Regions from separate parts of the Mus musculus genome. Here region 1 is linked to region 2. Evidence: chromatin contacts called from public HiChIP or PLAC-seq data. All regions are on one chromosome and are shown on one strand. Each heading gives the region's core, a stretch centred on a gene start, on an enhancer-like site or on the middle of the called end of the contact. The rest is flanking DNA. Distances are from core to core; before and after follow the strand shown. Region 1 overlaps Lca5l (Leber congenital amaurosis 5-like). Region 2 holds the start of Hmgn1 (high mobility group nucleosomal binding domain 1).

The links. HiChIP or PLAC-seq counts read pairs in DNA pulled down with a chosen protein or histone mark.
Region 1: a contact with region 2 is called in an H3K4me3 HiChIP or PLAC-seq map of the SCID.adh cell line, with 12 read pairs. The contact joins the enhancer-like site here to the promoter of Hmgn1 in region 2. A contact is called at or near these places in 1 of 39 promoter capture datasets (embryonic stem cells), 3 of 15 datasets of contacts at CTCF or cohesin (embryonic stem cells, large pre-B cells and pro-B cells), 48 of 484 Hi-C or Micro-C datasets (the AML12 cell line, the Ba/F3 cell line, the G1E-ER4 cell line and 14 more), 9 of 115 datasets of contacts at active chromatin or transcription factors (the HPC-7 cell line, the SCID.adh cell line, embryonic stem cells and 1 more) and 3 of 9 other capture datasets (adipose tissue, liver and pancreatic islet).

Annotation. Positions count from the first base shown.
Region 1 is chr16:96,161,997-96,166,843 of GRCm38.p6, reverse strand. Lca5l (Leber congenital amaurosis 5-like) reads left to right here. Exons shown (of 11, transcript NM_001001492.2): 7 at 2,844-2,928; 8 at 4,182-4,285; 9 at 4,744-4,847. Among named protein-coding and RNA genes, the nearest start is that of Get1, 19 kb to the right of the region's middle. Within about 2 kb of position 1,318, at least 6 of the 459 cell types and tissues checked have an H3K27ac peak or open chromatin away from gene starts, as enhancers often do. A contact at or near this core is called in the SCID.adh cell line, where this site is marked.
Region 2 is chr16:96,124,476-96,129,232 of GRCm38.p6, reverse strand. It overlaps Hmgn1 (high mobility group nucleosomal binding domain 1), which reads left to right and starts at 1,508. Exons shown (of 6, transcript NM_008251.3): 1 at 1,508-1,643; 2 at 1,772-1,801; 3 at 1,893-1,922; 4 at 2,030-2,080; 5 at 4,388-4,510. The coding sequence starts at 1,629.

The DNA.
Region 1 (4,847 bases), core at 69-2,568, 38 kb before region 2:
AACATGCCAGAAGGCTCACTCCTGTATCTGCACTAGTGCCAATTAACAGCTAAGATCCTAGGTCATTCAGCCGGTATGAACTCCGCCTCGAAGTCACAGAGCCTCTCATCTGCCTCCATTCATGAGTGGAGATGGGTAGTAAACTCCTGCTGTGGAAGAGTGCAGGGACCAGAAAGTGTGCCAATTTCAGGACACTATAATCTACCACATAAGCCCAAGTTCATAATGTCTGGTCCCAAGATCCCAGGATATCTGTTTCTGTACAGTAGCCTCATTTCCAGAGTCATCGCCACAAATCAAAGCCCATCACCGAAGTATGAGATTAACTATGAAGATGGATACCAGCCTCCACAGCTCCCAAGTGAGATGCTGGGGCCTGGGCTTACAGGCAAGCCCCAGAGAGCACCGAACAAGATACCACCTCCTCCCTTCACGCTTAGTTGACGGGATCCCCTGTGAGCTCAGGGTAATCTTGGCTGTGAATCCATCCATGAGCCCTTGTCCTCTGTGGTCTGTGGCAGGATATGTGATCACACTATGAACCCTGAGACTGTGTTATGGTGCGGCTCAGCCCTTAGCACACACCTTTAATCTCAAACAATGAAGGTAAAGTCAGTTTACAAAAGGGAGCACCCGTATTTGAAGGTGACGTCTAATTGAGTGGCAGACAGAGTGATGAATCAGAGAAAGAATTGACAGAATAGGATCTACTTGAGGGAGCCATGCAGAGAGGGGCTCAGTTTTACTGGAATAGCTCTACAGAGACAGGTTGCAGAGAGAACTAGCTAGACACAGGCAAAGACAGAATGAGCCAGAGAATAAAAAGGAGCTAGCAGATTAGAACAGATTGCCAAAATTAGCATGAGGTCAAGCAGAGCAAATCAGTCAGAGACCGAGAGAGAAGCCAGATAGAATCAGCCAGATTGGAAAGGAATTTGAGCCAGAACAGATGGGTTGAGGAGCCAGCCAGAATTCAGAAAAAGCTAGAAAGGGAGGGCTTACTCAGCAGTAAGACTCAGAGGCTGAAAACATTCTAGGTCTAGATAAGGTTGAATAGAGGCTAGAAGCTTCCAGGACTAGGCCTACGTTAGCAGACAAAGAGGTCTCAGAGAGGACAGTTATAGCAGGTGAATAAAAGTTATTTTAACAGTGGTCCCTTTCCTTTCTCTTGGTTAACCACACAAGTATCCTAGATTGTGTGATAAACTGTTACCTTAGCCCGCTTTGGCCCAGCCCAACCTTCTTCCCTATGCCCAAAGGAGACTCTCCCTCATGTTGCTCCCCACTCAGACCTGCATCAGCTCATCAGCAGCCACTCCATCTGCTGCTGAGATAAATCTCAAGCCAAACCAAGAGACAGGACTAAACCTTCCAGCCACCAAAGCATGTGCCCTTGTAAACAAACACTGAAATCTTCACAGAAAGCAGTGTGAGCAACAGTTAGTCTAGGGCTGGAGAGACAGCTCAGCCGTTGTGAGCACTGGCTGCTCTTGCAGAGGAGTCAGGTTTGGCTCCCAGCACCCACATGGCAGCTCACAACCACCTTAACTGGCTCTAGATCTGGTACCTTCTCCTGGCCTCCATGGACCTGGTTATCACAGCTGTAAACTGTTGGCATTTCTAGTCTCTGAGCAAAATGTTAAAATACGACAAAGCAGGAAAGGGAAATATGGACCATAATACGTTGTTTCTGGAGACATACATTCTAGAAAAAAATATTTCTCATCCATGTCCATACATCTCAAAATGTTGTGATTAAATGGAGCATAAAAAATAAAGGATAGGGGGGTGACTCAGTGGTTAAGAGCACCAACTGCTCTTCCAGAGGTCCTGAGTTCAATTCCCAGCACCTACATGGTGTCTCACAACCATCTGTAATGAGATCTGATGCCCTTTTCTGGTGTGTCTGAAGACAGCAGCAGTATACTTACATAAAACATGTAAATCTTTTTTTAAAAAGATAAATAAAGGGACTGGAGAGATGGCTCAGTGGTTAAGAGCACTGACTGCTCTTCTAGAGGTCCTGAGTTCAATTCCCAGCAACCACATGGTGGCTCACAACCATCTGGATTGGGATCTGATGCCCTTTTCTGGTGTGTCTGAGGACAGCTACAGTGTACTCATATAAATGAAATAATCTTAAGAAAAATAAATAAATAAAGGACTGGAATGATTCCTGAAAGGTTAGCAGCACTAACTGCTCTTGCAGAGGACATGGGGTTAACCCAGCACCCATGTGGAGCTCATAATATTAATAACTGCACTTCCAGGGATCTGATGCCCTCTTCTGGCCTTCACAGACACCAAGCTCACACGTGGTGCAGATATAGATAGATATAGATATATGATATAGATATGATATAGATATAGATGACATAGAGATAGAGATGATATAGATATGCTGTAATGTTTCCTTCACTGATATGGAGATGATCTCAGAGGCAGTGGTGGAGCCCAGCAGGGCAGCAGGCTTGTCTCCATGTATAACAGGATTGCATCAGGGTCTTAGTCCTTTTCTTACCGCCCCCCCAACAAGTTAAGACCTTCAAAGCTTTTGCTTTGCCATGATTTAAAACCATTCTTGTTGGGGTTTAAAGCAGAGCAGTGGCCTTGTTGTCAGCCTTACCAGTGTGTGTTGCCCACGTGACAGGTGCCAGCATAAAGGGCTTGATCTCTGCTCTCCAGTACCATGGTCACTAAGTACGGCCAGAGTGACTGAGGACTGGATTTTGATTTTATTTCACTTTTCCCTTACGGACCAGTGACCTCCTCTTGAATTGGTCTTGTAAGTCTAGGTTTATAAAGCAGTTGCTCGCGGGATACTGACACAGTGCTCTTTTCAGGAGAAGGACCGTGAGCTGGAGATCAAAAACATCTATACGAATCGAATACTCAAAAACTTAAATGATAAGGAAGACTATCCGAAAGGTATGGTTTAGTCCCTCCTTCCCAAAAATTTGTTTTCAAGTATCTGCAGGTATTTTCCTAATTTATACAGGCAAAATGGTAGGGCCTTTAACAGGAACTTGACTGGGAGCAGGCATGCATTTTGTGACTTTAGAACAAAATAATGGAGCTGTGATATTGTCACAAAGAACCAGCAATGCTTTTGCTCCTGCTGGGCTCAGTCCCTTCCGCCCCACCTCAGATGAAAGAGACACAAAATAACTGCCCATCGGAGCTCTCTAAGGAGAGCTATATACCAGTGGCTGGCAGCTTCTGAGCATGAAAGTTGTCTGATGTGCATTTTATAACACATACCTACATCAGCCTTCAGGGTCAGTGGATTCAGGCAAATTCTTACAGCCATGTAACCATCACTCTGGTCAAAAGCACATCTCCCACCGCCCACACCACACCCAGGAAGTCCCCCTCTGGCTCTAAGCAGCTGCCCAAGCAGTCTCTGACCTCCCCGAACAACAGCGTAGTTCTCTGTAGACCCCGACACAGCACTGCTCTGTCCTGTGTTTTAAGCACCGAGGCTCCAGGCTGGTGCTCCTGTCCTGCACTTTGCCCTATAAGACAGAATGTGCTCATATTCACTGCACCTCTCCCAGCCACTGGGTCTGCTCAGGTAAGGCACAGCAGGCCCTCACCTCTAATGCAGGAGCAGCAGCTAGGCCTGCTTTCAAAGGCATCAACCCCAATTTCTTGCCCTCCACTGACTGTGGATTATAATCCTGAGCAATGCCCACCAGACTAGACAGTGAACCTGCCATGGGCATGAGACCGTTTTGGCGGTCATGGCTCTTGTTCGCATCATGGACAACCTCCTCACCAGGCCTCTGGAGCTCTGGCATGATGTGGCAGTGGCTTGGTCTATCACAATGTCAACAAAACCACTATGCTGCCTGATCCTAGCACCTCCCTGGTTCCCCTTTCCACTGCGATGCTCCTGACCTCTGAGCCGGAGGATAAAACAAAGGAAAGTTGGAAAGAAAACTCTGACTGTGTGTTGCCTGTCCTTTAGTGTGAGCGTTGAAAGAAAACTCTGACTGTGTGTTGCCTGTCCTTTAGTGTGAGCGTTGAAAGAAAACTCTGACTGTGTGTTGCCTGTCCTTTAGTGTGAGCGTTGAAAGAAAACTCTGACTGTGTGTTGCCTGTCCTTTAGTGTGAGCGTTGAGAGCAGGAAAGCCTCTGAACACAAAATGCTTCTCACGTAGAATCTACCTACTTTACAGTTTCTTCAACGAAATCAGTGCAAGCGGACAGGAAAAGCCTGCCATCTGTAAATATGAGACACCAGGAAACTCAAAAGTCAGATGTCCCATTTTGGATAACCAAGGTATGAGAACTCTGAAATTTTGCATTGTCTAAAAAAATATATCTTAATGAAAATAGTGTCTGGCTGGGTGTGGTGGTGCATATCTTTAATCCCAGCTCTTAGGAGGTAGAGACAGGTGGATCTCAGTGAGTTCCAAAACAGCCAGAGCTGTTACTCCAGGAGGGTTGGGGGGGAGCAAAGTGACTAAAAGCAGTCACTTGTTGTATAAAAAAAGCATTGAGCTGGGCGTGGTTGTGCACGCCTTTAATCCCAGCACTCAGGAGGCAGAGGTAGGTGGATTTCTGAGTTCGAGGCCAGCCTGGTCTACAGAGTGAGTTCCAGGACAGCCAGGGCTATACAGAGAAACACTGTCTCAAACCCCCCCCCCCCCAAAAAAAAGCATTGACATTTATTTAAATTTTAATTTAAAATTATCTACACCTCAAAAATGTGCTTTTTACTGTTTTTGTAAATTATAGGGTAAAAGGGGGAAAGGAAACATTGCTCATAAAGAAAAATCAACAGAAACAAACCATGATATTCCTTACTATGTGTGTAAGCTACCAAAGCAAGAAGAGTCTAA
Region 2 (4,757 bases), core at 259-2,758:
TGATGGAGAATCCTGTAGAAAACTGCCCAACTCTATTCCAGGACCAGAGGCCAAGACGCCCCCAGCTAACTTACCTTAGCTGCTCTTTAACTGCTTGCTTCTGCAAACCTCCCCTGCAGCTACAGAGGGAGACAACAGGATATAACTTTTGCTTCTAAAAGCCCCTTGGTCTAAATGCTCCAGGCTACACTTAAACCCTGAATACCTGAGAATAGCCGCTGGAATAGACTTTGTCATTTGAGACATTTTCTCTATGTGGCCCTGGCTATCCTGGGAAAGAAAGACTTCCAATTGGCTATAAACTGTGTCTGAGTGGTCATCTCTGGTGGGCTTCCCGGAAGGGCAAACTTTATTTTTAAGAGGGTAAAATCAGGAGATTAAAACACCAAAGGACAGGAAGTGCATTTGGTTTTAACTCCAGTGGTGTCAATGTCTTTCCCCCACTAGTTGGGGTAGGACCTCACAGTCTTAATTCAGTCTGGCATGCATGAAAAGATGGGACCACAGATGAAGGGAACGGGGTCGCGGCTCAAACGACAAAGAGTCACTGCTGCAAGCCATCTAATCCCAGGAACACAGCAGTGGGCCTTTGGGGAAACAAGGGTTTACTGGGTAGGGGGATTAAAACGTTTGTGTAAAAATCTTAAACGGTGCAAGAGATAAAGATTCGAATTCCCTGTCCTAAATACAAGTTTTATGGTAGGCAAAGACATATATGATAATTCTTACAATTGAGCAGCAGTAATACGGCTGCGGGTGGGACTCTTGTACCCAGCCCGCTATCTGCATTCTTGAGGTATACTCAATATTAACTGCCTTCCATAAACAAAAGGTGCAATCTGGAAGTCGGAGCTAGACCCGACGCCGCTGCGCGAAGGACTGGGTCTGTAAAGGGCCGATGTGATTCCTGCACACAGTTGAACACAGGACGGAGGGGTCCATGCAGTGGGGAGGGCAAGAGCCCGAGACAGCTGCAAGACCTAAAACAGACATAGTTACCTAAAAATAGGCTAGTAAAGGCGCGTAGGACAGCCTGAGTCTGCGCGACCGGCCCGCGCGCGCCTGCGCACTGCTGGCTGCGCCTGTGCCCTCCCGGGCGAATGGCAAATCACGCCTAGGCACTGCTGAACCCGAGGGGTCCGCGGGTGGACTCCGCGGGCGGGCGCCTGGGGTCCGGAGCATTGTGGGAAAGCGATGCTGAGGCCACGTGACACGCCCCCACTTATCAGCGCGCAGGCCGCACTTTTGCTGTCGGCTTCAAACAAACTACCTAGCGGGGTCGGGCGACTCCGGCCCGCCCCTCGGCCGGGGTCGCGCCCGCAGGGGTGGGGGGCCAGGGGGCGGGGCGATGCGGCGGAGTGACAGCTCGCCGTGCCTATTCGGGAGCAAGGGCTGGGGCGCTGGCGCGCGCGGTGGGCCTAGACAGCCAATGGAGGCTGGGGGCGGCCCGGCTGGCGGGGAGGCGCGGGGGGAGAGGGGGCGGGCTCCAATCCGGTTCCATCCGGTTCTCCCACCGCCCCCGCGACGGGTCGCAGCAGTTCGTGTGGTGGTGGCGGCGGCGGCTTGGCAGTGCGGCTCCTCGGTGACAGATCCGACGACGCACGCGTCTCCCACCCCGCGCCGCCACGATGCCCAAGAGGAAGGTGAGTGCGGCGGGGCCGCGGCGCCCGCAGGGTTCGGGTCTGAGGGGCTCTGGAATCTTCGCGGGGTGCGGGCGGCTGGGCGTGACGTCACGCGGCCGCATTGTTCTCCGCTGTGCTTTCTCCTGCAGGTTAGCGCGGATGGAGCCGCCAAGGCGGAGGTGAGTGCGGGCCTCGGGTGGGCCGGGCGGATCGGGGCGGGCGGTGGGGTGCCGCTCACATGCGCTGCTCACCCCGTCTTTCTCTCCGCAGCCCAAGCGCCGCTCCGCGAGGCTGTCGGCCGTAAGTACCGCGCTCGGTCCGGGCCGGGACGGGAGCGAGCGGGCCGGGCCCAGCTCGCCCGCTCAGCGCCTCACACCCCCTTCTTTTATTAATTTATCTCTTGCCAGAAGCCCGCCCCTGCCAAGGTGGACGCGAAGCCGAAAAAGGCCGCGGGAAAGGTAGGTTTCGAAAAGGTGTCCAGGCAGGCCGCTTAGTTGAGGTTGTTCTAAGTGTTGGGGAGGTTTCTGGAAGGTGGGTGGGGGCGGCATGTAGTCCGTTCGCTCATCCGCAGCGACATGGCCTTTGCAGACGACCTGAGTTCAGTTCCCAGCACCCACAGGACAGCTCAGAAACATCCGTCCCTCCAGTTCCCAGAGGATCCGTGCCCTTTTCTGATTCCCAGCAGCAGGTACACGGTGCACATACGTACATGCAAAACACAAAAACTCAAGAGCCTGTATGAGCCGAAGATGACTCACTGGTTAAGAATGCACAATGCTCTTACAGAGGGACCTGAGTCTCTTGAGTGACAGCTCCAAGGGATAAGAGGATCTGATAACCTCTTCTGGCTTCTGCAGACACAGCCCGAGCATGCACAGACGCATAAGTATGCACGTTGTTTAAAAGTAAAGTTTCCCCGCCCAGGACGTTTTATGGAGCAGAGTAAAAATGGAGGAACTGTTTTCCCCATAGTTAGTTGGCGTTTTACCTTAAATGTTTGTGTGTATTTTGCCTGTGTGTGTGGGTAGGTGCATTTTGGAGGCCAAAAGAGGACTTAGAGTTAATAGTTTGGAGCTGCCAAGTGAGTGCTGGGAATTGAACCTGGATCCTCTGGGAGAGCAGCTGAGTACTTAACTTAGCCAGGGAACCGTCTATCTCTCAAGTCATAGTTTGTGATCTTTTCAAATACAGCTTCAAGGAATGGTGGTAATGTGGACTAGACTTTCTTGGGCTAGAGCAGGGCAGCAATCCTGACATGAAGACTGCCTGAGGGTCTAAGGAGTGTCTGTATATTTCTGTCCCCCGTCTCTTCTGTATGTATAAACTTGGGCATTCGTACCTATTTCCCTCTAATGTTTTTGTTTATATTTTGAGCTGCTTATAAAGTTTAAGATAAGAGCAGTTTAGGCTTGACTTAAGTAGGTTTGCTGCAGCAATTAACCATTTTCTTCTTTTGGGCAATGAGTTGGTAAGTGTTTTGTCTTTCCTTTTGCCTGCCTTCCAGTCCCTCTTACCTAATGGGGTGACATGCATGCATCCTGACACCTGGCCACCATGCTTAAGAAACAGATTTCCTTTGGCTTTCCCAAAGAAAAACTTGGGAGAAGGGCTTCATTTTTATATTTCCGCTAAACTTTTATGCCTAGTTTCTTTAATTACCTAACTAGTAGTATACACTTGGGTCACTCTTTAGAAGTAAACATTTCAAAGGCTTAATCATACATATAGCTTACAGGTATCTTATGTATACATATTTGGGAAGGTGGGCTTTCATGTGTGGCCCTAACTAGCCTCGAACTCAAGAGAGCTTTGCTTGCCTCTTTCGAATTAGTGCTGGGATTAAAAGTGCATCATTACACAGAGCCCAGGCATTTTATGCTTTTTTGCTGGTGCAGGGATCATACCCAAGTGGGCATCTGGCAATAATGGATAAATAGCCACTCTACTATAAGGTGCTACACACAGACACACACACATTGTTACACCGTGGTTTGCTTGTTTATATTGAGACCCTTTAAGGTGTGAAATCACCAGTACCCATAGGGGGTTTGGCTTTTATTGCATTTGCTTATTGGAGTGCTCTTATGCCACAGCCTGTGCAGATCAGAACTGTTCATTCTCACTTCCATGTACATGTGGAGAACTCAGGTCTTAGGCTTGATGTTTAAGTTATGTCCTCATGAGCTGGGCAGTGGTGGCGCACGCCTTTAATCCCAGCACTCGGGAGGCAGAGGTGGATTTCTGAGTTCCAGGACAGCCAGGGCTACACAGAGAAACCCTGTCTCAAAAACCAAAAAAAAATAAAAACCCAAAAGTTATGTCCTCATGATAATATCTATGCCTTACAGATTCTTTAAGCAAATAAAAATAACTCAAAAATTGATTTTTGTAGTTATCAAGCAAGGAAGAAACTGGCAGATAGCATGACTTACAGGAAGGTGCATGAAGGCAAATAGTCTTCCATGTGTGGGTACAAGTCTTGTCAAGCCAGTGGCTGTTGTGTGGCAACTAGATTATTCATGCTTAAAAGAATTTGAGGACCGGTAGGGTTACAAGCCTTTGCATTAATCTCTCGTGTGTGGTGATGGTGCTGTGGAGAAGTGCAGCGCAGGCTTAAGGTTTAATCCCAGCTAATGACAAGATTTAGAAGTCCTCAGCATACACTGTGTCCTTGTTGGGGTGGATCTCAAATTGTCTAATATGGAGGCTGTGTGAGGTGTCAAGATATCCGAAAAGTTTATAAAATGTCTCTTCTCTTGTTTTAGGATAAAGCATCAGACAAAAAAGTGCAGATAAAAGGGAAGAGGGGAGCGAAGGGCAAACAGGCTGACGTGGCTGACCAGCAAACCACAGAGCTGCCTGCAGAAAATGGAGAGACGGAAAACCAGGTCAGAAGCGTGCGCAGGGGGGCACTGATTCTGCACCGCAGATGTTAAATTGGCTCTTTTGTGTAGCAGATTAAGTTTTTATGGGAATTTTTCTGTACAGTTCTCCATGAATAGGCAGCACAATAATGAACTGTGTTTTATTTGAACTTGTACAAATTAGTGAGAGTAAATAAGAGATTTACCTATGTCAATTTCATTGCAATAGGATGTAGAGCTCATAGAGGTTTTCCCTCGTGTCTTTGTAAGG